7 separate regions of the Mus musculus genome follow, and regions 2, 3, 4, 5, 6 and 7 are each linked to region 1. Evidence: chromatin contacts called from public HiCAR-type, HiChIP or PLAC-seq and promoter capture Hi-C data. All regions are on one chromosome and are shown on one strand. Each heading gives the region's core, a stretch centred on a gene start, on an enhancer-like site or on the middle of the called end of the contact. The rest is flanking DNA. Distances are from core to core; before and after follow the strand shown. Region 1 holds the start of Sptssa (serine palmitoyltransferase, small subunit A). Region 2 has its middle 28 kb from the start of Akap6. Region 3 overlaps Akap6 (A kinase (PRKA) anchor protein 6). Region 4 overlaps Akap6 (A kinase (PRKA) anchor protein 6). Region 5 overlaps Akap6 (A kinase (PRKA) anchor protein 6). Region 6 overlaps Akap6 (A kinase (PRKA) anchor protein 6). Region 7 overlaps Akap6 (A kinase (PRKA) anchor protein 6).

Region 1 (3,455 bases), core at 583-3,082:
CAGTCAGGCCATTATTGTACCAGTGAACTTGTCTTGCCTGGCAGCTTAGTATTGTAGCTCACAAGTGGGTGGGACCACTGAAAAATTGTCTCCCTCAGCAGTTTATATCTTTTGGCACAATGAAAGGTAGTCAGCAGCCAGGGAAGGGTGGTGCACACCTTTAATTCTGGCACTCTGTGAGTCTGAGGTTAGCCTGGTTGAGACTGATTAAGCTGGTGTCCAGAGCAAGTTCTAGGACAACCAAGGCCACACAAAGAAACCCTGTCTGGAAGGGGGCCGTGGGGAGGAGATATCTAGCAAGAAGGAAACTTCCAGCTCAGATCCAGCTTGGTTTCTGAGCTTACTTCTTACCATCATGTGTCTGAAAGATGAGTCCAGGCTCGGTGTGGTTGGTGCATACCTGTAATCGTAGCTCGAAGGAGTCTGAGAAAGGTGAATTACTTTGAGATCGAGGCCAGCCTATACTACATAGTGAGGTCCTGTATATTGGTTAAGTTATTTTTGTTTTTGTTTTTCATTTCCACAAAAAACTAGAATCACTTGGGAAGAGGGAACCTTAGCTGAGGAACATGAGATTGGTCTATGGTGGGCGTGTCCTCCCTACTGTGGGCAGTGCCATTGCTAGGCAAGTGGGGTCTGGGCCGTTTAAGAAAGCAAGTTGAGCAAGCCAGAAAGAGCATGCTCCTAAGCAGTATTCCTCTGTGGTTTCTGCTTCAATCTCCTGCCTGGAGTTCCTGGCTTGGCTTCCCTCCGTGATGTTCTGTAACCTACAAGACGAAATAAAATAAAATAAAATGACTAGGCACCTTGTGAAAGCAGATCTCAAGTCTATTGTTGTTTGTAAGGTCTTTGCTCGTAAGGAGCATAAGGAATTTAAGTTAATACCTGTCAACCTGGAAAGGTTTTAAAGCTTAAAGCAGCAGGTTTGAAACTTTTAGACATGTGAGTTGCAGGCTACTTAATTATGTCATTTCACAAGCACACAGTGCATGGGCTTTAGAGGAGTGGAATACAGCCGGTACTGCTGCAGGTCATAGGAGTGAATCTTTAGGAGACAGATCACATGCTGACCTCAAGCTGTCTTTAGAACCCACTAGATCAAGTGCACTTCTCTTGATTGTGACCTACATGGTTGTTTTCTAAGTGTAGTCATAGAAATATTGGCAACTGTCTATGGCCAATTCTTTTGTCTTTAGGTTAGGGAATACTAGTGCGTGTGTGTGTGTGTGTGTTGTGTGTGTGTGTACTCGCGCGCGCATCCTAGATAGGTCTGTTTTCACGCATGTGCTCGGAGGAAGGGAAGAGCTGATGAACATATTACTTCTACAGTTTTCAACATCTTCTTGGCTGGGTGTCATTTGGCATCCACATTCTCTTTGACCCCCGCATTCCCTCTTGCACAAGGCACTGTTTATTTGCATGCCCGACTCTTTAGTAGCATTCTCACCCAGCCCTATCATCTCTTGGCCCAGAAGGGATTCATGAGGTAGGAGAGAGATTACATACACTGGTTTCTAAAGGAATCCTTCTGGGCTGGTCTGAAGGATCCGGCCTCTTAAGGGCACCATCTCGCATGGACACCAGTGGGGACTGAAGCCGGTCTTGCAACCGCCATGCGTGCGCGTGGAGATGCAGAACTAGCACTTAAACCCAGACCGTTTCCCAGGGCTGGGGAGCTCGCTCCGGGCGAGGCGCGGGGCGGGACAGGAGCACACGAAGTGGCCGCTTGGCCAATAAGCGCAAGCCAGGAGGAGCCGGCGGTGGCCGCTCGGGTGCGCGCGGGGTTGGGCGTACACGGTGACGCGCAGGCTCGGCAGGACCAATGGGCGCAGGGTGGTGGCGGGCGGGCCCCAAGGCCTGGGGCTTTAGGAGGTGAGCGGGCCGCGGGCCCGCCTGACGCTGCTACACCGCGGGAGGCGCATGGCGGGCATGGCGCTGGCGCGAGCATGGAAGCAGATGTCCTGGTTCTACTACCAGTACCTGCTGGTCACTGCGCTCTACATGCTGGAGCCCTGGGAGCGAACCGTGTTCAGTATCCTGTGTGTCCTGGCCTGGCTGGGGCGTGGAGGGGTGCGCGCGCCGGGTTGGAAGGGGGTGGGGGGGTGTCTTGGGGTCAAGGGAGGTGGAACCGCGGAGATCCGGGTCTTGTACGCAATTCCCCTGCCCAAGGTGGAGGCATCCTGATTTCTGCAAGCAGTCGGGAGGGCGACGTCTCCCCTGGTGCTTCCTTGTCCCGCTTCGGCCGCGCCTGCTTTTGATCCTTCAGTATTCTTTGAGGCAGGGTTGCTGCAAATCGCTCCGGGCTTGGGCGTCTTTAACCCTTAGCTATTCCTGATTTGGAGCGATAGAACTCTAACCAGTTCACCAGGTTGTGAGTACGTGGTCTTGACACTCCCACACAGTTTTGGAAAGCAGTTTGTAAGTTACTGAAAGGCCTTTTGGGCTTCAAAATGGCAGTTTTAAAAGTGTGTTATATTTATGACTTCTTTGCATCATAGGTACAAGCTGTGCCCAGAAAAGACTTTGCTGGGGTTTCAAACTGTGCTTTGTTGTTTAGTTTATCACCGGTTAAGAATTGTTGAGTGATGACTTTGCTGAGCACTTTGTGTGTATGTTATCTTGCCTAATTTTAACAGCTCCAGCGAATAGCTCAAGGTTGTGAAGCCTGATGTTTGTTTTCGCCCAATGTCTATGCCGCTATCCTCTGATTTCCGTGTCGACGAAATACTAGCAATTCATTCTTTTAACGCTCCACTTCTCCTTTCCTTAATATAAAAAGAATATACCACATCACATGCTTATTTCATCCGCTCAGCTTCTTGTGGTTTAGCTTTGTTAGGAACAACTTCACAAACGCGTTCCTAGGACTGAGGTAGAGCTTCTTTGCAAGCTTTTTCAAGGGTGCTGGTGTGGAAATAGCATGAGGTTATTTGGAGCTGACTCTTGAAAAATTTTAGCGTCTTGCAAGACTATTACTGTGAGCAATTATTTCCTAACCTAAAGTTTAATAACCAGAATGTATATTTGGGGCTCCGGATTAAGAAAGCCTGATTTTCCGAATCGTTTATTTGTAGCTTCAGTTTGCTCTTTGGATTTTGTAGGTCAGATAACATCTATATTTAAATTTATGCCTAATTGGAACTTTTCAATAGTAGCAGGTAATCTTTTGATTAATTCATTAATTAATTCAAAACACGGTTTCTCTGTGTACCCCTGGATGTCCTGGAACTCATTCTGTAGACCAGGCTGGGTAGCAGTTAATCTTGACTGATAATTATCTTACTACAATTAATGTTGACAAAGCCCCATTAAATAATAATAATGAAAGCCAGCTGTGATGGTTCATGACTGATTACCATGCTCAGAGAGCTGATTCAAGAGGAATGCTGGGAGTTCAAGGCTGCCTGAGGTACATAATACATAGCTACTACCAGGCAAGCCAGGGTTACATAGCA
Region 2 (3,455 bases), core at 549-3,048, 2.0 Mb after region 1:
GCTAAGTGAGAGATCATTTTTTGTCCTTGAGATTAATAGCACACGACCATGAACAGTCTCTGAGGGCTTTCCTATAAATATTTCACAGTGTTGCTACTTAGGGGTTAGGAGAACTCACCTTAGAGAGTTATTGACGCCATGAGCTAGTTTTCTCCCTAAATGGAGATCTAACCGCGTAGAATATTAATATTTCTCCTGTATTTTCTATCACTGCAATGAGCTAAGAGTGCAGAAAGTACCTCTGAACTTTATCTTAAAGTGGATTATTTTAATATGATATTAAGAAGGAACTGTTTTAAGAATTCCCAGGTCTCAGTGACTGCGCACATTAAATGTATTTCTTACCCAGATCAAAGGTCAGTGAATATCACCCAAAAGACTTCTCACAAAATTATTCAGTCCCCAGGTGTCTCCATCTGTGTCTGTGACCTCATCGGAGACTCTGAATCTTCTGTTCAGACACAGAGGACAGTAAGCTTGTCCAGAGACTATTTCTACAGGCCTGGCCTAGGGGCAGGAGTCAGCTCCGCTCACATGCCACTCACCAGTGCAGTCACCAGGCGGCACCGAGGAAGATGTGTGCAATGGGGGACTTCAGAGGCTATAAAAAGTGAGGCCCACTGTGTGCCTGTGAAGGCAAGCACACAGGTACTCGTGTACCAGGCAGCTCTGCTGTGTGCAGAAAGGTCCTTGACTTGAAAAAGGCAAGTCTTATGGCAAAATTTATCACCATGGAATACAGAATCTTCCCTGTTTGAATAAGCTACACACACACACACACACACACACACACACATACACACACACACACTTCTATAATAACAAAAAACAAAACTGACTTTGTAATAATATAGAAAATATTGAAGTTGAGCAACACAAAAAGGTATGCAAAATGTTATTAAATAATAAAAGTAAAAATGTACTAGACGGGAAAGAAAGTTGGATGATTCAGCTTCAATACAGAGAAAAGCGTCTTCCAGTGCCCACCTTGGTTTTCCCACTCCCATCTTTCAATGTCAGTATAATCACTGAGTAAAAAGTAGGGGAAGAGAATCAGGGCCATTGATGGCCACTCGTATAGTCGGCAGAAAACAGCCATGTTCCAACTCTGATGTAACATGAGCTGAGGGAGCCTAGTTCTGGTGTTGGGAGCCAAGAGGGACCTCTCCAGAAGGATTTCTTGTCTTCTGTGGGTGGTTCGATCTCCCACCACTGACTCTGCTGTCATAGAGCTGCCACCACACCAGAACTCAACCCAGCGTTCCTCCTGTGATTAACCGCCCTGAATTGTTCTGCTCTGCCACCTTTACATGAATAATGTCTTTGTCCTGTCTCCGATTTGGGGAATCTCCTGGAGCAACTTCTGTGGGATGTAGGGGTGAGGGGTAGGTGATGGGAGCTTCAGGTTTACAGGAAGAGCAGCAAACAATTCTCTTTCATAATCCAAACACCCAGGAGTACAGAATGGATGCCAGAAAGAACATGTTTCTCACCCAAATAAAGCCATTGGCTATGGTGATAGCTAAGATCTCAGGTCTGGGATTGTCCCTAATAAGGACCCAGGGTGTGAGTGCCTCCCTCCTGATACAGCCCACCCTGGAGCAGAAAGCCGTTTCCTATTGATTGCTCAAAGAACAATGGCTGGGGGACGGGGACGGGAGGGGGCAGGGAGGGTGCAAGGAGGGGGCGGGCCAGCTTGGAAGCAATCAACTGGCAGGGCGGTCAGGCTCAGAGCCTGCTGTTCTCCAAGGGCTGATCAGAAGGACACATGAGAAGGCAGCAGCTGCGACTGAAAAGGCCTTTCTAACTGCTGCTTAGCTAATGCACTGGAAAGATCCAGAGGGAGTGGGAAGGATGAGTCCCCAGAGGCATGTGTGTGACGGCCTCTCCAGCCACACATTTCCCATATTTAATTAGGCTTGATGGTTTGGTTAGGATACCATTCTTTAGATAAAATATAACCAGTGTGACTTCAGCAGCCCTCCCCAGAGCTCAGAGTCAACGTTCCCCCTTGCTCATGCTGTCTGATAAATCTTGATGGAGTCAAGACATTTTATGGAAACAAGTATTTAAGTATTTTTATTGTAAAAGGGATATATTATAGTTATTGAAAATCAAAACACTTAAAATACAACAGATAAAGAAAATGGGTCCCATACACACACACACATACACACACACACATACATACACACATACATCTCTCTTGACAGTTGTTTTAACTCACTTTTAGACATTCAAAAATATTTACATGGACTATTTGTACATATATGTAGATATTTAAGATAAAATTATTATATACTCTTTTGCTACTTGTTTTGTTCTAGTTATTGTTGTTACTTGATGTACTGGCTAATTTTGTGTCAACTTGACACAGCTGAAGTTATCACAGAGAAAGGAGCTTCAGTTGAGGAAATGCCTCCATGAGATCCAACTGTAAGGCATCTTCTCAATTAGTGATCAAGGGAGAAAGGCATTTAAAATACAACAAATAAAGAAAATGTGTCCCATACACACACACACACACACACACATACACACACACACACACACACACACACACATACACACACACATACACACACACATACACACACACATCTCTCTTGACAGTTGTTTTAACTCTCTTTTAGACATTCAAAAATATTTACATGGACTATTTGTACATATATGTAGATATTTAAGATAAAATTATTATATACTCTTTTGCTACTTGTTTTGTTCTAGTTATTGTTGTTACTTGATAAATATACTTTACTCTAACAGCTAAAGAGAACAGTTTGTTCTAAGTGTGTGCTTATTTAACCAATCTTGTATTTACTAATATCATTATATATTTCTCAAACTATTTTAGCAAAATACAGCTCCTGGTAGAAGGATTAACTAGATCAAGGGATTATATATTAGTAGATATTTATGTTCTATTTTAATGGGCATTTCTAAATTATACTTTATGTGTTTATTAATTATAAATATGCTCCCAAAATAAATCAAGGTCAAGTTACTTGAATTATCTGATATGACCATTAAATAGAGCCATCAGAAAAATTCTTGCCTATACAAGTTTCAAAATTCAGACATGTGGTTAAGGAAACTGGAATCTAAGCAAGAGTCAACTGACATAAAGAGAGATCAGAGACAGCAAAACGCTGAATAAATTTAGCCTGTCCTTGATAGATTTGGGTTAGTAAGCTTTACATTACTGTAACAAAATACCTGAGGCAAATCAAATTTTTTAAAAATTCTTTTTTTTTTTCCGAGTTTTGCAGGTCCTCAGTCTCTGGTTACTTGGCCCGCTTGCTTTGAGGCCTGCACAAGGCAATGCAGCAAGTGAAAATGCACAGCAGAGAAACACTGCTCAGATCATGGCACCCGGGAATCAAAGAGAAAAAGAAAGTGGCTGGCACCTAACAACCATCACAGTTGTGTCCCCAGTGACCTATCTTCTCCCATTA
Region 3 (3,455 bases), core at 581-3,080, 1.8 Mb after region 1:
CACACTCACTCACTCACACATATACATAAAAATTAGATACATTCATTCTGGGAACGAAGGTTGGCTTAATATTTTAAAAAAATGATTAATCATATGGTCTCAGTATGTTTGGAGGGGGGAATTTGATAAACTTTATAAACCATAAACATTTGAACAAAAGAAGCCAAATACACAAAGATACATCTTATATGACTACAATTATTGGAAGCACCAAAACGGGCAGACTTAGGTATGATATACTCCTCTAGGATGATGAATCTCTCAGTTTGGAGTAGACACAGAGTCACTAGCTAGAGGCTCCTTTGCTGGGGTCGTTGTTGTAAGAGGACAGAGACTGGGTAACTGGGATCTCCTCCTCCTACAGGCTCAGTGATGCTATATATAGCTCGCTTCTGTGCTGAGGTGCATGGCTAGATGCATTCCGTCTAGAAGGTAACTGGCAGCAGTTGCCCCCAGAGAGAAGACTGTGTGTTAGGAGTAACAGGCAAGGCACCTTCCCATGGGAAGCCATCCTGCTTACCACCTTAAGAATTTTGACTCCTTGAATGCATTATTGAATCATCAATCAACCAAAAAAAAAAAAACTGAATATAAAAACTAAATCTTTATATATTAACTCCAAAATATTCTGTGAGGTAAGATAACTGGTCACATATAGTAGTCAATAAAGGCTGTATCTAATTTTTAAAAAAAAAAGGAAAAAAAAAAAGAATGTGAACACAGATTAGAAGTCTAAATGACTAAACACTACATGGTCAGTAGACGTTCTCACTACAGAACACGGGCGGGGGGGGGGGTTGTGGGAGAATGTCATTTGACTTGATTTTGTACAACAGTTTTTTTAACTTTTTATTGATTCCTTGTGAGTTTCCCATCACGCACCCTAGTCCGGCTCATCTCCCCGTCCCCTCGTATCCACCCTTGCAACCTACCCCTAATCAAACTAACACAGATAAACAAACAACAACAAAATAAAGCATAAAAACATCTCTTTATGGAAGCTGTAGTGTGTCGCAGTGTGTCCCACAGTCTATCCCTTTTCCCACACATCTTTACTTGTAAATGATCATTGCAATGATTGTTGTCAGTCTGGTCTGAGATCCCTGGTTTCTGTGATACCATCAGTATTGTATGCTCACGGGTCGTGAACTCTGAACTTGCCTGAGCCAGCTCTGCCCTTCACCAGCGGCAGGACTCTAAAGAGCGAGCCTTGACCTTTGGGCACCACAGTAGAGCTGGTCCTAGTGGAGGAGGTGTGTGTGAGCCATCCTGGAGGGCGGAAGTGTGGGAGAGCTGGTGTGAGGTGGTGTGGGAACGTGGGTGATGCCCTCTCCCTTTCCCCTTCGTTAGCTGCAATAGGTGGGAGGACTATCCCTGCCCCCTCATTGACTGTAGCGCGCAGGAGAGCAGAAGGGAGGGGGTAATCACCCTGCGCCTGTGCCACCCCATGGCAGACAAGTGGAAGTGGTGGGGTTGGCTCTCCTACACTTTTACCCCCCGGGCAGCTCAGCCATAGCCCAGTCACAAGGGCCAGCTCCGCTGTGCTGCTTGGGCAAGGTGCAGGCCCCGCCTCCCCAGATGCTGTCAGCAGTGAGAGATAGGGCCAGCTCTCCAGAGTGTTGCATCCAGTGAGGAGCAGGGCCAGCTATGCACAGTCCTTGGATATTCACGTAGTCCCCACGGACTGCCCCAACCAGGGAATCCCCATGTTCTCCAGTGAGGCATGAACACTGACATTGTCGACACCAGCTGCTACAAAGCCACAGACCCAGACATGGCCCTCCGTGGCAGCGTAAGCTGGGACTTCATCAAGGCCCCGGGTGGCAGAGCTGGCTCACAGCTGGCCACTCCTCTCCACCCTCCAGTCTCCGGTTTCATCTCTCTTCATTATGCTCAAGCTGCTCCACTTCTCTTTCCCTTTTGTCTGACCAAACACTGTGTTGACTCCTGCTGCAGCCTGGGCACATGGCTGCCAACTCCGGGTGACATCCTCCATCTGTGTTGTGTGGAGTGGTAACAAGTGGGTGTCTGTGGCCCACATGTGTTGTGCACTGGAGGGCAGGTCTGTGGGTGGCACAATGGTCTTAGGTCTCTGTTTATCTTCCTCTGGCTGCACTGTGCTGCCTGGATTTGACTTGAATTTTGTGAGTCCTACGCATAAGACAGCTTGGGCCACCAAGCCAGGTATCAACCTAGGATCAAAAAAAAAGAAAATGGCTGCCTTCTGCTCTGTCCCTAATATAAGGAAAACACTACCGACAAGGTGTCTCTTTGCCCATTGCCAAGGGTACAACCATCTTTATATCAGAAAGAAATATAGTATATTTTAAGGTACTTTTATCATAGATGAAACTTTATATCCACTAATTCTTTGTGCTGAAACAACTGGAAAACCCACATAGACAACTTCCTGGCAAGAAACACTTTCAGGCTTGCACAATGGTACTGAGAGATGAGGCAGTAAGAAACATCAACATAAGCTGACAGAGGTAGAGTGCACTGAGCTCAGTTCCTGAGTGTGTGTCCTCTGTTGAATACTAAACTGTGTCTAGCACAGTAAAATCTAAATTCAAACCAATGGTGAGCTAAAGCCATTTTTTTAAATGTGTGTATTTGGCATCACAGATCTTCTGGCTCTACACAACTGCTTTCTTCCCTCAGAATAGCTGGATGAGTCAATTTATACGACTGTCATCAAACCACGAAAGGAAACACCAGACAGTGTGACTGTGAATGGGTACCTCTCGGTGACTAGGCATGGATACTGAAGAAAATAAAGCCTGCGAGTCCCCCTATGGTGGTGTTATTTCAGGCATAAGTGTCTGGGGATGGGCATAGACCTTTCATTAGTGCAGGACCCCATGGAGGAGAGTTCACTATTTACATCATTCACAGGCTTTTTCCTCTTCAACTACAACCAAAACCCTCTCTTATTTGGAGCAATGATGCTCAGTCTCCACTGAAGGATAATTTGCTTTCTCTTTAGATATCTGACATAGCACCTATAGTTCTCCTAAGACCAAAAATTCCCTTATTATGTATAACTTTAAAAAAAAAAAAAACCTAAAAAGTTTAGCCGGAAATAGGGCTCGGTTGTTGAGAGCACTCTCACTGCCTGTCTCTGGAGGACTTGGGTTGAATTCCTAGCACCACATGATGGCTTAGTAGTCTGTAAGTCCAGCTTCAGGGGATGGATTGAGTGTGTTCTAATGGTCTCTAGGAGCACCAGGTACACACATGAACACACATGAATACATACACGCACACACACATACATGTGTACACACACAGGTAAAACACTCATACCCATAAAATAAAAATAAATAAGCTCTAGAAATAAAAAAGAAGAGACTAAAGTGTTTATCAGACACACCGAAAGCAAAATTATTAAGAACAGCAACCCGAATTCTAAGGTCCAGCTCCCTCAAATTTGCAGAAATACTGTTTCATCTTCT
Region 4 (3,455 bases), core at 523-3,022, 1.8 Mb after region 1:
CAAGCACAGTGGCTCTCACCGCTAACCTCGCCACTCAAGCGGTCAAGCCAGGAGGCTCACCGCAAGCCCGAGTCTGCACTACAGAGTATGTTCCAGACCAGCCTGGGCTACAAAGTTAGATTATATCTCAAGAAATAAAATCAAACTAAAATCATAGAACTTTGATTGTAAACTTGAAGAGACTTAAGTGTTCGTAATTAATAAGTGGAGTTGTGAATAAAACTCAATTGCCCACTGTGAATCATTGGTCAGAGTAGTAGCTTTTCTATCTTTCTTCACTAATAACGGTGGTATTATCTACATATTTTATCAATCAAATGTGATAAAGTATGAAAGGAATGGCTATTTAGTATCTTTCCTGAAATTCTACAAGTAAGCAACAGAGGATATCTTTTTTTTTTTTCAGATTTGTGATTGTCTCCTTCCAAAATACCACACAGTAATGAAAAGTTGTTGTTTCATGTTTAAAGGAGAAGAGAATAATTCACTGGGGTCCTAAGCGTTGCTTTAATTGTATTTTTAAACGTGGGTCAGCAGGATAACTCAATGGATAAAAGCTGCCACACAAGCCTGATGACCTGGCTTGGATCCCAGGACCACGTCAAAAGCTGGAGATGCTGCTACCAGGCCACCAACCCCAGTGCTCCTATGAGCTGGTAGGAGGGGACTGGATAGTCACTCAGAGGTTCATGGGGTAGCCAGCCTGGAGCTCACAAGGCAGAAAAACCCTCCTTCTCTCCCTCTTCCCCTCTCTCCCCCTCCCCCCTCTCTCTCCTCATCTTCTCCTATATCCTTATCTCTCTCTCTCCTTCTTGCCCTCCTTCTCTCAAAATTTAAAATTGTCTTTAAAATGTAAACCTGAATGTCAACGGCATCTTGCTGCTGTAGTCATACGGATACCTGGGTTTCTTCCCTAGTCATGGTCCTTCCATACCAAGAAAGAGTCTACACCACACACACCACACACACACACCACACACACACACACACACACCACACACACACACACACACCACACACACACACACACACCACATCACACACACCACACACACACACACACCACACACACACACCACACCACACACACACACACACACACACACACCACATCACACACACACACACACATACACACACCACACACCACACAGATACACACACACACCACCCCCCACACCACCACCACCCCCACACATCCCACGCCACCCACACACACACACACCACACCACACCACACACACACACACCACACCACAGCGCACACACACACATCACACACACACCACACCACACACCACACCACACAGACACACACACACCATACCACAGCACACACACACCACAGCACACACACACACACACACAGACACACACACCACACCACACCACACACCACACACACACCACACACACACACACACCACACTACAGCACACACCACACCACACACACACACCACACACACCACACCACACACACACACACACAGACACACACACCACACCACAGCACACACCACACACACATACACACACACACACACACACACACACACACACACCACCCTACAATTTTTTTGAGATTTTCATTTTCACATTTATATTTGTGAACAGAACTTTTTTTTTTTTCCAAGAGAACCAGATGCAGTGCCTAGCATAGCCTCACGGTGGTGGTAAATCATCACTAATATTCTGTCAAGGCCCATGGCAAGCTTTGTAGAAACCACAGAAGGCACTGCAGCATTCCTCCTGGGAAAACAAGAAGGGATTTGTTTCTAAGCTGTGGTTCTTCTCAACCAACCTTGAACAATGACCTTGGCACGCTCAACAAATCTATCAGCAGGGTTAATGCAAGGCTGCGTTTCTCTCCTGGCGTTGCCACAACACATTACTCTGAAGACTTATTATTTTATCCCTAAAGAGAATTTTGTGGGCTTATCTTTAAAACCATTGTGTTGATTTAGAATTCTCAACTTGGATTACGGCCATAGTGTTGGCATTTAAGATAACATTTACTGCGTAACCTAACTTGATGTGCTCCCTGAGAACCGTTTATTAAATCTTTACTTCTCCTAGCCCCCAATTTTCAACTTGAAATCTGAAAATTAGCTTTTTCTCCGCTTTTTTTGTTTGTTTGTTTTGTTTTGTTTTTTTCGAGACAGGGTTTCTCTGTATAGCCCTGGCTGTCCTGGAACTCACTCTGTAGACCAGGCTGGCCTTGAACTCAGAAATCTGCCTGCCTCTGCCTCCAGAGTGCTGGGATTAAAGGCGTGTTCCACCACGCCCAGTCATTTTCTTATTTTAAGACAGACCCAAAAACGTAACAAATCATCTTTATGGATCCACAGTTATGTAGTAACATAAACAGCCTACTGCAAAACCCTTTAAAATTGGCCCTAAAGGATTACTGTGCAATTTAATTGAACATTGCGACTGCTTGAAGAACTTTAACAATTGTTATTAGTGTGTGCATATGTATGTGCCATACCACGTGCAGAGCAGTAAGGGGACAGTTTGTGGGACTGATCCTCTCCATTCTCCTTTAGTGGGTCCCAGGGATCAAACTCAGAGCTCCGGGCTTGCACGCCAGCGCCTTCATGCACAGAGCCATCCTGCCAGACCTCCTGGAAGAGTTTGTAAAGCAATAGGGCCTGATTTAATCGCTCTGGGGTAAGGTTTGAGGTTGGGGTGTTTGGGATAACCTCCAGCAGTTGTAACGAGCAGCCACAGCTGAAAATCGCCATGGCTTAGAGGCATGTCCCCAAACGAGGGTCAGATTAATGTATAGAAGCTACCAATCTTATATGCTTAAAAACCTTAAGTAGTTTCCCATCAAAGATGGCAGCTTGGTGACTTGAAGCCAAATCTTTGCCATGAATGTGTTTATTGGATCTATTTAAAAACGGCTCAGATTAAAATTTTAAAACTGAGAGATGTCACATAAAATGTAGGTTTCCTACTTAAAAAAAAAAAATCTCTTGCCGTACAAAGTCACATTCCCACACAAATGGCATCTGCAGCTGAGAGGTGTTGTCCTTTAGACATGTTGTGTAGGCTCCAGTTGAATCAGCCCACTGTCCCTCATTTATGCATCCTATACGACTCATTTCCACAATCCACCTGGTCCCTTGGATCATTGGTTTATGACCCTAGTCTAGAAGAAGCTTACACTTAGCTTCTTACAGTCATTCATTCATGTAGTCATACATTCATTAAACAGATTCATTTCGTAACTTTGCTGTGCAGATATTTGGCATTCGATTCCCTCTCTGGCCCCTTTCCTTCTAACTTCACAGTCCCCTCCTTTCACCAAGTTGTTCTAAGCAGCAGTTACAGCAAGACATATCTGTAGCAATAACACGCTGGTTCATTTCTGAAGCTCCCTGGTGACCTGGACCAATGGTGTGTGAACAGAAGAAATATGTCAAACATTCACGTCCACAGAAGAAAGCT
Region 5 (3,455 bases), core at 444-2,943, 1.7 Mb after region 1:
ACAACACACACAATCTCTTCCTGTCAGTATTTTCATTTGTGACATTTGTGTGGTGACCTGAAGGTACCACAGAGCAGAAATGCCTTACTAAGAACAAGTCTGTTCTCTGTAAGCTGACGAAACTCGGGACACTGTCTCTTCTGCAATGACCCAAACGCAGGTGTTTGTGGTTTGCCTTCTGTTTTCCAGGACAGGGACAGGGATCATCACGGGCCAGGGTATTCATGTCCCCTTCTCATCCTTAACTTCAGACTCCCCTTCCCAGTGCACCGTGTCCCTCATTTGACCTTTTAAATAATTTTTAACTCTTACACTTTATACTTACTCTTTTTTCCCTTCTTAGAGTAGTTCTTGGTCAAGGTAGAGACTTAGAAAAGTCAAAGTTATTTTGAAATACATAGCTAAATAGAGGTATCATCTACTTTTTACAAAGCCCTCTAAAACACTGCTCTCTAATGGCCATGGAACATTTTGCCAGAATAAAATGTAGCTCAGTTTAATCATACAATCCTTGTTGAAACACTTTAGCTGGTACTGTCTGCTATTTAAGTGTCAATGTCTCAGACATCTTCCCATTCATTGATTCTGTGTGTGGGGGGGGCAGTACGCCTCTTACAGGAGTTCCTGTTAGAACGTGAGGAGCGACCTGTGCTCAGAGGAGGTTTTCTGAGAAGGCAGATGTTGTCTCTTTTGCTCTGGCTCAGGAAACAAGCTGACTGAAACCCAGTCCTGTTGACCAGCTTTACCACACCACACCACACCACAGCTCTCCCATCAGTCTGAGGTGCACGTCTCTGGAGATCCCTGTGGTATATCATGTCCTCCCTTCCTCATGTAAGTCATCCACCCCTGCCTCGTGACTTATAGACAGTGGAGAATGTATCTACACAGAAATCCAGGGTTATTTCCCACTTAGTCACAGACACACACACACACAGACACACACAGACACACACACAGACACACACACAGACACACACACAGACACACACACACACACACACACACACACACACACACACACAGACACACACACACACACAAGTCAACAGCTTCCTCCTCGATGCTTACCCTTCTCAGACCACTACTCTGTGGCATGTCACTCCCTCATGGCAACCCTCCCTCAACTTTTCTGAGTCTCTTCTGTCCTGCGACCTGTTTCCCTTCATCGTTTTAATAGTACAGTCTCAAAAGCATCCTAACCCTCCATCCCCACAAGCCCCACCTCTCTAACAGCTCTACATGCACACTGAGCCCAGGCAGCAGGGAGCAGACAGTGGAGAGGGAGAACAGGGGATCTAAGCCTGGAAGTGCAGCCTGGAGCCCTAGCTCTGAGATTTAGTGGCTGTCTGCCCTTAGGCAAACTGGTTAACCTCTCTGGGGTCTCTTGACTGTGTTTAGTGTTTGCTGTGATGGCTGAATACAGGGCAGCCAGTGAATGGGAATTGGACATGACAGAGCTTTTGGTTTGGTTTTGTGGTGTTGGCAATCTTGCTTATGTCCTCATGTATGCTAGGCAAGTACTCTACCATGAGTCTACCTCTCAGCCCCTCTTTCTGTTAAATAAATAAAACACAACCCAGCTTTTAGTTCTGTGCTTTCTTGTCATTTCGGCTCCACTTCCACAGTGAAGCCGTTGCCAATCAACTGCTTCCTCTGCAAGCAGATGTCTGCTGACTACAGTCAGGTCCCTGGTGCTAGCTGCAGCTTTGAACCTCCCATCAGGTCACTTCCTAAAATATGTGCTCATGTGCCACGCACCTCTCTCTCTTTCTTCAGGTGTTTCCTGAAACGTGACCTCTTCGACCTAGGTTCCAGTTGGGCTGATCTTGCCGTTCAATTCTGGTGCCAACAGATAAAGGGAATCCCCTGGGCTTTTCACAGGCTGCACGGTCTCAATGTTGTGAGGCTGGCTTGGGTTTCTGCTCTGCCTGTATTAAAAGTCTGAGTCTCAGAGGGCACAGTGGGTGCTAGCTCACTCAGAGCGCAATGCTCGTGCACACGCGTGCTGAAGAAATGCGGTTGGGGAGTGTTACTCGCTCTGTCCGTTCCAGGAATAGAAACTATGAACTTTTCAATCTGTCTCCCCCGTGCTACAATATGTTCAGATCCTGAGTCTACCAGGCAACTAATTTCTGGAGTCCCTTTCACAAATTGAGAAACTGTTAAGAAAATGTCAGATTAATAAAATTGTTTTCGACATTGTAAATCCAAAGAATACCTTTACGACCGTAGTGTTCCGACTTAAAAGGCGCCTCATTTAATGTTCAGCGGCATATGTTCCACAGGCTATTTTGTAAATCCAAAATGGATAATCAAAACATGCCAATACTCGTTTTTAAAAAATACTTTGCTGTATTCGGTGCAGGCGCCATTATGGAGAAGTTACACTCTGAGCAAAAAGATTTGTAGCAAAGCACATGACCTTCTTCCCACTACAATGACCATCCCCTAATTAGGCAATGCATCTGATAGTCATTAACAGGAATGAGATAATGAATCACTTTCTCTCTTCTTTGTTAATTTGCTGTAACCAAGCGGCTAATGGATGTCAGAGCTGAGTGATTGCACTGATTATAGTGATTTATAGTTGCAACAAAACAATTTAAAACCATTCTGATTATTCATGTTAAAGATGCTTTATGTTTTGTTTACTAAATGTTTTATGCGCCCCCCCTCTTCCTCCCACCCCCTGAGAATCCTGTCCCCCTTCTGCTCTGCTACTTTGTACAAAGAGACCTCTTCCTGGAAAACTTGAAAGTTGTCGCCTTTTGTTTTGTTTTCAGCCAAGATATATATACATACATATATATATATATATATATATATATATATATATATATATATGGGAGGAGAGAGACAGAGACAGAGGAGTTACAAAGTTTACCCACTAGAAAAGAAGAGCCTTAGGGGTGGAAAGAAAACTTCAGTGGTGCCTAGTTCAAAAGAAGACAGGAATAAGAGGGAATAAGGCAAACTTCAAGCCACTTACCTTGGGGCTCCCCGTCCCCTCCTCGTCCTCCACAGACACATCAGTAGCCAGTATCTCGGCTTTGATGGTGTCCAGGGCTCTGAGAATCCAGCTGTGTTGCCGTTTGATTTGCCTCTGCAGCTCCTTCCATTGACTTGCAATCATCTTCAGCATGTCCTTCAGTCCTTCTCCAAAGGAGAGGAAAGCACAAGTTGTGGGCCCGGCTGCATCTTTACCCCGCTACGGGTTGTGACATAGAAAGCTGGGTGGCTATTTCAAGCCGTACACATGCTTCTAAACGACCTTCCCATTGCCTGGCACTTGCCACCCAGAGCTGAGACTGGCAATGCTAAGACATAACAATGCAGAAACAGGGCAGGCATGTGCAGAAACTGACGCAGACTTGGTGGTTTGGTGTGAACAATAAAAGTGGAAGGATCGTGGTGTGTAAATGTCATTAAGGCTATAGCTTCACACCTCCAGT
Region 6 (3,455 bases), core at 420-2,919, 1.6 Mb after region 1:
GCAGGAGCACTCCTAGTGCTCCAAGATGACATGTCTTGCATATCACAACCTACAAACTCTCTTCCTTGTACAGTTAGACAAATGGAACCAGGGTAGCAAGTTCATGACTGACAGCTCTGAGATTCAGACAGGTTCCCAGGGCTGACCACCTATTCTAAACAAATTCTCCAACTTCTTTTGAAATAACTAAAATACTGCCCCTCCCATAGATTTGGTTCCTACCTTACAGTTCATAGAATCATAATAAAGACAAGTGTTTATATTGAACGGAATATATGTCTAATGCAACACTTTCTATTAAGGTTATAGACAATCCCTTCCTGATATAATTACATGGAGCATTAAACCTAATTCTTATCATTTGCAGATCACTATTCCTTTGTCAATGAGAATACTTGATTTTCGTATTTAAGCTTTGGCACTTTACTAATTTTTAACAAAATAGCAAGCCCAAACTCATAGCAGTCTATAAAGTTTAATCACACATCATATAATTTTCTAGCTCTAAATTATTTAGACTAATTTTCATTAGTCAAAATAGAATGAATATAAGCTGTAAAGATATAAGTAGTTTAAAACTAGATGATGCTAAAAAAATTGGTAGATGATATTTCCATTTATCTAAAATTCATGCCGGGCGTGGTGGCACACTCCTTTAATCCCAGCACTTGGGAAGCAGAGGCAGGCGAATTTCTGAGTTCGAGGACAGCCTGGTCTACAGAGTGAGTTCCAGGACAGCCCAGGCTACACAGAGAAACCCTGTCTCAAAATAAATAAATAAATAAATAAATAAATAAATAAATAAATAATAAAATTCATATGCTTCATTTAGTATTGGGACACAAAGAAGTCAGTGCCCTTTCTTGTAAGGACTTTTATAGAAATCGGAAGGAAATTTACAAACACTGGGCACGGAGCCAAAGCTCTCAGATTAACATAGAAGCAGATAATGCATTTCTATTTAATTAAGTAAAAGTTTTCAAAAAGTTAAAGATTAAATTTTGTTTTATTTTGTTTTGTTTTGTTCCTTTTACAATTAAATCAAACTTTTATTAGCAAACTCTCCTGGTTATCCTGATTGCAATTAACGCCACCTCTCTAACGGGTCAGCTCATTTAGGTGCAATCTGGGATCATTTGGATTTAACATGATGGTTATTACTTATTACCCTGAAACCAAGCAGCACAATGAGATATTGATTACTTTTAACCTTTACATCCAAGGATTCGAGAAAGGTCGGAGGAGGGGAGCATTCGACTCTCAGCTGGCAAGCAGCCTTTAGGAGAATTCAAATGATTCCCTTTGGCTAAGTAGACCCAAGATGAGTCCATTCTGAGCTGACAAGAAATAATGGTTCTTTAAAAAGTAACAGTCAGCCTATATTTGGCATTACATTTATATATTACGTTTATATAGTCTATGGCCTCAGAGGTGCTTCACGTGAGAGGCAGACTAAGGCTGTTAACCCTTAGTAAGTCTTTTTCCAGGAAGCATCTCTATTGGAAAGAGATATTCAAGAGGGCGATTAAAGTGTGTGATTTCCTGTAGCAGTTCTCACTGGAATACACTCATCTCCTCAAACTAAAATCTCTTGGTAGGTTCCCAAGGCTGAACACAACCGTTGGCCAGTGATGTTGGACACTGAGGTCTCTTTAGTTTCCTTTTTCCATGGCAGCACTGAGAAATACTTTTCACCCCTGAGCCACTGAAAAGCAGAGGTCTAGGCGGGCCCCAGCAGAACCACAGACAAGAGAAATATAAACTCTATGTGTGAGATTAATTTGCTCGACGCTTGGCAGCATTATTGCCAAGTCGTCAAATTGTTCCAAGTTGTTCCGGAAGGTTGTTATTAATAGTATGTTTTCTGAGGAAAGTTCTGTCTACTTTTGGAACGGCATTTCTGTTGCCAGGGAAACTCCTTTAAGCAGAGTTTTCTAGGAGCACACTGCTGCTTTTGTTTGCCCGTGTCTATTCATATCATCGAGGCGGCACTTTACACGCTCCCGCCTCCAGCCCCGGAATGGCGGAGCTTTAGCCCAGTTAAGTTGCTTTTGCAAACAGAGCTAATGCCTGCTAGGATTTCCTCTTCTTTTTCCCCCACTCCTCTCTCTTCCTCACATGCAATCACTCCCTCTCTCCTGCCTGCTCCTTTTCCCTCTAACGTGCCCAGATCTCACCATTCAAGATTAAAATAAATAATAATAAGATAGTTTTCACAAGTTTTTGATAAATTTACTTTGTTTTGAATAGTAACCCCATAGGTTCTAGCGTTAGAGCATCAGGCCTTCAAGTGTTAATTATCTTTTTCACTATAAAATTAATGTAGTCATTTCCTCCTGACTCCTCCACCCCATTTATTGAAGTGCGGAGGAAAACCTGTCAGAGCCTCCAGCCAGCCCTGCTGTTGTGATTAAACGTGGTCACATGGCCCATCTCTGCCAAAAGGAGGGCCCTGAGAAAAGGTGACAAAGACAGTGATTTCCTGTCAGCAAAGAGTAAGACAGGGCTGTCTAGAAGTGATGCAAATGAGGGAAACTTTCCCCCCACAGCTTGTTTGATCCACTCTAGGCCAGAGCCGGCCAGCCAGAGAGAGAACAGCGCCACAATGCCACAGGGCCAGCCCCAGAGCCAGCGCACCTTCCGGACAGCAGCACCACAGGAGACTCTTGGAGACTCTTGGCAGGGCTTCCCTTCCTCGACCTCTGTACAGAGCCAACTGTTTCCTAGCATCCTAGTCTCTAAAATCTTTCTTCTTTCCCTCCCCTTTAAAAAAAAAAGGTGAATCAAATAGAACTTACAAGCTCCAGCAGGAACTATTTTTCATAGGTTGTTTGGGAACATCCCATCGGCCTTTCCCCTAAACATTCCATGAAGAGTTTTGCCCTCTCTCAAATTAAAAAGAGAAAAATATAAATCTGAGTATCCATATCAAACAGTGATTCATCAATGCCCAAATTAATGTGACAGTTAATCTAAGGGCTTTTTGAACTTTAATAAAAATGAAGCAAGTTCATTTCTAGATAGCAGTGGAGATGGGTGGATTTTATTCAGTTCTGGTCACTTTAAAAATGACCAGATAATGTTATTTGAAATATTATAATGATTTTAAGCATACTTTTCTTTTCTTAATGGAGTTTTAAATGTAACATACAATTAGGCTATCCAATTAATCAACTAAGAATGAGGTAAAAAAAAATTGTCAAGAAGTGTGTGTGTATGTGTGTGTGTGTGTGTGTGTGTGTGTGTGTGGTGTCATTTTCCCTAACTGTTTGAATGATTGCTAATTTGTTTCATTTGGTACAATCAATATTGAAATGTAAAATTTGGTACTGAAATCCAAATATAATGCCCAATTATCAGAATTCAAATTTCAATTCACATTTCTAGTCTATAAACCAACATATAAAAATAATATATATTCAGTAGATATTCTTTAATTCTAAGCCCAATCAACA
Region 7 (3,455 bases), core at 546-3,045, 1.6 Mb after region 1:
GCCCCGTCATGTTCCGTGGTGTGGGAAGGCTATGATACAGACGAGTTTTCAATAGCCAAAGATGAGATTAGCCAAGTTAAAGTCAGCTGGCTTTCTTGAGTGCTAAGGTAAATAAACATCCCATATTTAACTTTCCACAGCTCCTGCTGTGGGCCGTGCTGTCTGGTCAAAAATAAAATATACTCTATTCAAAGAGCATATTTACATTATTAAGTGTATTTGCTTGGCCAATTCAATTTGGTCTAATGAATCCTCTTAATAGATTTGTGAATGATCTAAATTAAAGATTCAGGCTACTAGTGTCCTAAAAGCTATTTCTTTGGGTATAAAGAAAAGTTAAAGGAAATACAGAGTTAATAGTAATTCATTGTTTCAACTAAGAATTAAAATTGGAATTCTTACTTATAATTTACATTTTAAACGCACAAATACTAAAACTGAACTATCAAAGCCAGTAAAAATAAAACATGGATTTATAAAAATAAATGACTTTAGTAGCAAATACAGGCTTGATTGAGATAACTTTTTTGACACTTTTGCCAGACATTCCTCCTTCTCTTAAAACCTTCCCCCTTTTTCTTCTTCCTCTCTCTCTCTCTCTCTCTCTCTCTCTCTCTCTCTCTCTCTTTTTGTTAAAAATCACACCGAAAATTCTGCCCAAATGGAGAGTGGAACAATGCCTTGAAACAGTGTTAATTGTCACCATGGAAACCAGAAGAATAAGCCATTTTGAAACTGGTATAGAAGGCACACATTGAGAAACTCAAGCATTTTTCTGCCTCCCTCAATGTTAAAGAACAAGATGCCTTGTCACGGTGAGGTCAGCGAAAGAAAGCATCATGAAAGGGTTGTAGATATTCACTCTCTAGTAAATAAAAAAAAAAGTAAAACATAAACCCTATCCAGCTAACGCTGTGAAAGACTCTACCCCGAGAATCTTTTTTTTTTTCTTTCTTGAAATAGTAAGATTGCCAAAAGATGGCCAGGCCTGGGGGATAGCTCCCACCTAGCAAAACTTCAGGGCTATATTATGTGAACCTTGCCCCCAAAGCTCCCTGGGAATTCTGCTGTTGTAATAAAACATCAGAAGAGGGGAGAAAAAAAGGCAGCATGATGGAATTCAAAATAATGCTCTAAAAGCACACAGAGAGATTAAGACGTTCATTGTAAGACTTTTGTATGGTGCTTCTGGTGGTCATGCTGAAAAGAGAGCAGACATTACTAAACGGAGAGAGCGAAGCTTCGGCTATGAGGAACACACGAATTAAAGCAAACAATTTTCCTGATTAAAGAATAACGGCTGTCCAATTCTGAGTCATGAGCGTTTGAGTATTTCTATCCTGAGGATGTTGTTTTAAACCGGCCATCAGGTGACTTTATATTTAGAAGAGTTAAGACAAGGCAAATGATCTAGTTATAATAATGACACATTTGAATCTTTGCCTGTGCAAATTAGTATCTCAAACACCTGTATATTTGTGGTGATTATTCCCCCCCCACCCCCACTGCCACCCCAAATCCCCCAGGAAAAGAAAACACACTGTGAAGACACAATGTATCTTAGTGTATCAATAAGAAAGTATATTCAGGGAACACATACTAACCAAACTACCGCAAAATAATATGTAAAAATATGTATTTTGCTCACAAATGCAAGGCTATGTCTGTGACTCTCACACTGTATTCTCTAGCTAGTGTTTGCCCTCCTCTTTTGAGGCTTCATGGTGGCCCCTCAGCTAGCCCATGCCTAATGCTATTCAGTGGTGAACAAAGAATCTTTTTATAGGAAAGTCCAGGTCCACAGCTCAGCTGGACTGGTAGAGGCCAGGACTGCCTCTGCGGCGGCTCTGGTGCTGCCCTCTTTAAGACAGCCAATGTCCAGCTTCCCACAAAAGCCTGGGATGCTTTACAAGGAGTCAGTATCACTAACACTTAGAAAGGATGTTCAAGATTCAAGAAGAAGGCTCAAGCGCAAGACAAGTAATGGTGGTTATTTCTTGCAAACTATTTGTATTTTACCATTAGAATTTATGGTGAATAATTGCACAAAGAAATTATAAGGACTCCTACAATTGTCCTTGTAAATTAATAATAGGCTTTCTTGATTGGGATAAATTTGCTGCTGAGCCTTTGGAAAAATTAAAAAGTGCAATGTCATTTAAAATTGCCAGAACTCGCACAGCAAATTACATCTGAGGTTAAGAATGGAGTCCCCCCCCCCCCAACACACTTCTAGCTTATTCCATTTGCATGATCTGGAAATCACATTACATTGGCCATGTATTGTTAATTGAACATAGATTGCATTATCTTTAATATAAATCAAACTACAAATATTAAAATGAATTGCAAATTCCCTAATAGGAGATCATAAAACAATCTTTTTAAAAGTATCTCCCATTAATAATTTAATTCCAATTATATCACTCAGGAAACTTAAGGAGGAGACGAGGCGACTTATTTCCCCAATCATTTTTTTTTCTTTTACATAAAGAATATCTATGTGTTTTAAAACAAATGCAGCCAGGTTAGGATTTATTGTTACTGAGTTAAAATAGAAGCACCAACAAACTGAAAACTTTTCCTGTCAACTTCTTGCAAAATACTATATAAGAATATGAAGTCTCCCAGTTCCCCTTTTCCTAACCCAAATCAAGGGTGGGGGAAAAAAAACAGCAGAAAAGAGTCACTAATTCTAAGAAATATTGTGATTACATCTTCTGGAATTATAAAATTGATAATTACTGTTGTTTATTTTTTCAAAAGGGTGCCCTGTCCCCCTTGATATTTCTATAAATGTGGCATCTTTCTCAAGCCTTTGCATGGCCTTTAATGAGTTTATATTAAATATTTAACACTGTTTAGGGCATATCCACTCCTACCAAAAACAGTTATATTCCCTGCAGTCCTACTGTTTCAGGCAGAAAACTTGATTGATCCTCCTAGCCTGAATTGAGTAGAATGAAAAGAAGCGGTTGGAAAATAGCTGCAATCATTTAATGCAGATGACCTCTGACAGCCTCACAGCTCTTCTCTCTGAACAGAAATTTGCATGGGGTCTCTGTGCAGAGGAACAATGTAACCTAAATGGTAGACAATCTTTATTCTAATGAAGTGGGTGTCAAGGTCAATGTAAAACTGCAATGATAAACGGTGCACCACTAGGCAAGAGAAGTTGCATGGGCATTGTAGTGCTTTCACATTAATTGAAGGCTGAGACGCACCGCGTGAAAAGCACAAGCCCCTCTTTTCACCATAATGTGCGAATGCGCCAGTAGTGCTGAAGTGATTTCTGCAAGATGTTTGCCTGCTGACGTGTAGCTGTTGCAAAAATAACGGCATGATGACAGGAGTGGACATTTTCAGAATTTAGTGTTTTCCTAAACCAAAATTTTTTAAATTACATCAAATGCCCCCCAAATAGCATAGTGACACCTAATGTAATTCCTTTGATC

The links. Promoter capture Hi-C pulls out the DNA fragments that hold promoters and counts their contacts. HiCAR-type assays count read pairs that join an accessible place to other places. HiChIP or PLAC-seq counts read pairs in DNA pulled down with a chosen protein or histone mark.
Region 2: a promoter capture Hi-C map of stem cell-derived epiblast-like cells shows a contact between it and region 1, with 5 times the contacts expected there. The contact joins the enhancer-like site here to the promoter of Sptssa in region 1. A contact is called at or near these places in 5 of 39 promoter capture datasets (the 3T3-L1 cell line, cranial neural crest, frontonasal cranial neural crest and 2 more) and 1 of 115 datasets of contacts at active chromatin or transcription factors (astrocytes).
Region 3: a HiCAR-type map of astrocytes shows a contact between it and region 1, with 4 times the contacts expected there. The contact joins the enhancer-like site here to the promoter of Sptssa in region 1. A contact is called at or near these places in 5 of 39 promoter capture datasets (the 3T3-L1 cell line, HPC-7-derived erythroid cells, embryonic stem cells and 2 more) and 2 of 115 datasets of contacts at active chromatin or transcription factors (astrocytes and embryonic stem cells).
Region 4: a promoter capture Hi-C map of hippocampal neurons shows a contact between it and region 1, with 7 times the contacts expected there. The contact joins the enhancer-like site here to the promoter of Sptssa in region 1. A contact is called at or near these places in 12 of 39 promoter capture datasets (the 3T3-L1 cell line, 3T3-L1-derived adipocytes, the C10 cell line and 7 more), 7 of 115 datasets of contacts at active chromatin or transcription factors (embryonic brain, embryonic forebrain, embryonic hindbrain and 4 more) and 2 of 9 other capture datasets (adipose tissue and embryonic stem cells).
Region 5: an H3K4me3 HiChIP or PLAC-seq map of pro-B cells shows a contact between it and region 1, with 8 times the contacts expected there. The contact joins the enhancer-like site here to the promoter of Sptssa in region 1. A contact is called at or near these places in 3 of 39 promoter capture datasets (the 3T3-L1 cell line, cranial neural crest and maxillary cranial neural crest), 4 of 115 datasets of contacts at active chromatin or transcription factors (astrocytes, large pre-B cells, pro-B cells and 1 more) and 1 of 9 other capture datasets (embryonic stem cells).
Region 6: a contact with region 1 is called in a HiCAR-type map of astrocytes, with 6 times the contacts expected there. The contact joins the enhancer-like site here to the promoter of Sptssa in region 1. A contact is called at or near these places in 5 of 39 promoter capture datasets (the 3T3-L1 cell line, cranial neural crest, frontonasal cranial neural crest and 2 more), 2 of 115 datasets of contacts at active chromatin or transcription factors (astrocytes and embryonic stem cells) and 1 of 9 other capture datasets (embryonic stem cells).
Region 7: a HiCAR-type map of astrocytes shows a contact between it and region 1, with 3 times the contacts expected there. The contact joins the enhancer-like site here to the promoter of Sptssa in region 1. A contact is called at or near these places in 4 of 39 promoter capture datasets (the 3T3-L1 cell line, 3T3-L1-derived adipocytes, cranial neural crest and 1 more) and 3 of 115 datasets of contacts at active chromatin or transcription factors (astrocytes, embryonic stem cells and stem cell-derived neural progenitor cells).

The regions. Positions count from the first base shown.
Region 1 is chr12:54,654,949-54,658,403 of GRCm38.p6, reverse strand. Sptssa (serine palmitoyltransferase, small subunit A) reads left to right here and starts at 1,832. Exons shown (of 2, transcript NM_134054.2): 1 at 1,832-2,032. The coding sequence starts at 1,921.
Region 2 is chr12:52,669,929-52,673,383 of GRCm38.p6, reverse strand. No RefSeq gene overlaps it. Among named protein-coding and RNA genes, the nearest start is that of Akap6, 28 kb to the left of the region's middle. Within about 2 kb of position 1,798, at least 53 of the 459 cell types and tissues checked have an H3K27ac peak or open chromatin away from gene starts, as enhancers often do.
Region 3 is chr12:52,846,451-52,849,905 of GRCm38.p6, reverse strand. All of the region lies in intron 2 of Akap6 (A kinase (PRKA) anchor protein 6), which reads right to left. Among named protein-coding and RNA genes, the nearest start is that of Gm51971, 49 kb to the right of the region's middle. Within about 2 kb of position 1,830, at least 60 of the 459 cell types and tissues checked have an H3K27ac peak or open chromatin away from gene starts, as enhancers often do. A contact at or near this core is called in astrocytes, where this site is marked.
Region 4 is chr12:52,894,143-52,897,597 of GRCm38.p6, reverse strand. All of the region lies in intron 4 of Akap6 (A kinase (PRKA) anchor protein 6), which reads right to left. Among named protein-coding and RNA genes, the nearest start is that of Gm51971, 97 kb to the right of the region's middle. Within about 2 kb of position 1,772, at least 82 of the 459 cell types and tissues checked have an H3K27ac peak or open chromatin away from gene starts, as enhancers often do. A contact at or near this core is called in embryonic brain, where this site is marked.
Region 5 is chr12:52,938,044-52,941,498 of GRCm38.p6, reverse strand. It overlaps Akap6 (A kinase (PRKA) anchor protein 6), which reads right to left. Exons shown (of 14, transcript NM_198111.2): 7 at 2,993-3,156. Among named protein-coding and RNA genes, the nearest start is that of Gm51971, 140 kb to the right of the region's middle. Within about 2 kb of position 1,693, at least 46 of the 459 cell types and tissues checked have an H3K27ac peak or open chromatin away from gene starts, as enhancers often do.
Region 6 is chr12:53,032,030-53,035,484 of GRCm38.p6, reverse strand. The region is part of intron 9 of Akap6 (A kinase (PRKA) anchor protein 6); the gene reads right to left. Among named protein-coding and RNA genes, the nearest start is that of Npas3, 210 kb to the left of the region's middle. Within about 2 kb of position 1,669, at least 157 of the 459 cell types and tissues checked have an H3K27ac peak or open chromatin away from gene starts, as enhancers often do. A contact at or near this core is called in astrocytes, embryonic stem cells and second pharyngeal arch cranial neural crest, where this site is marked.
Region 7 is chr12:53,062,886-53,066,340 of GRCm38.p6, reverse strand. The region is part of intron 9 of Akap6 (A kinase (PRKA) anchor protein 6); the gene reads right to left. Among named protein-coding and RNA genes, the nearest start is that of Npas3, 180 kb to the left of the region's middle. Within about 2 kb of position 1,795, at least 41 of the 459 cell types and tissues checked have an H3K27ac peak or open chromatin away from gene starts, as enhancers often do. A contact at or near this core is called in astrocytes and stem cell-derived neural progenitor cells, where this site is marked.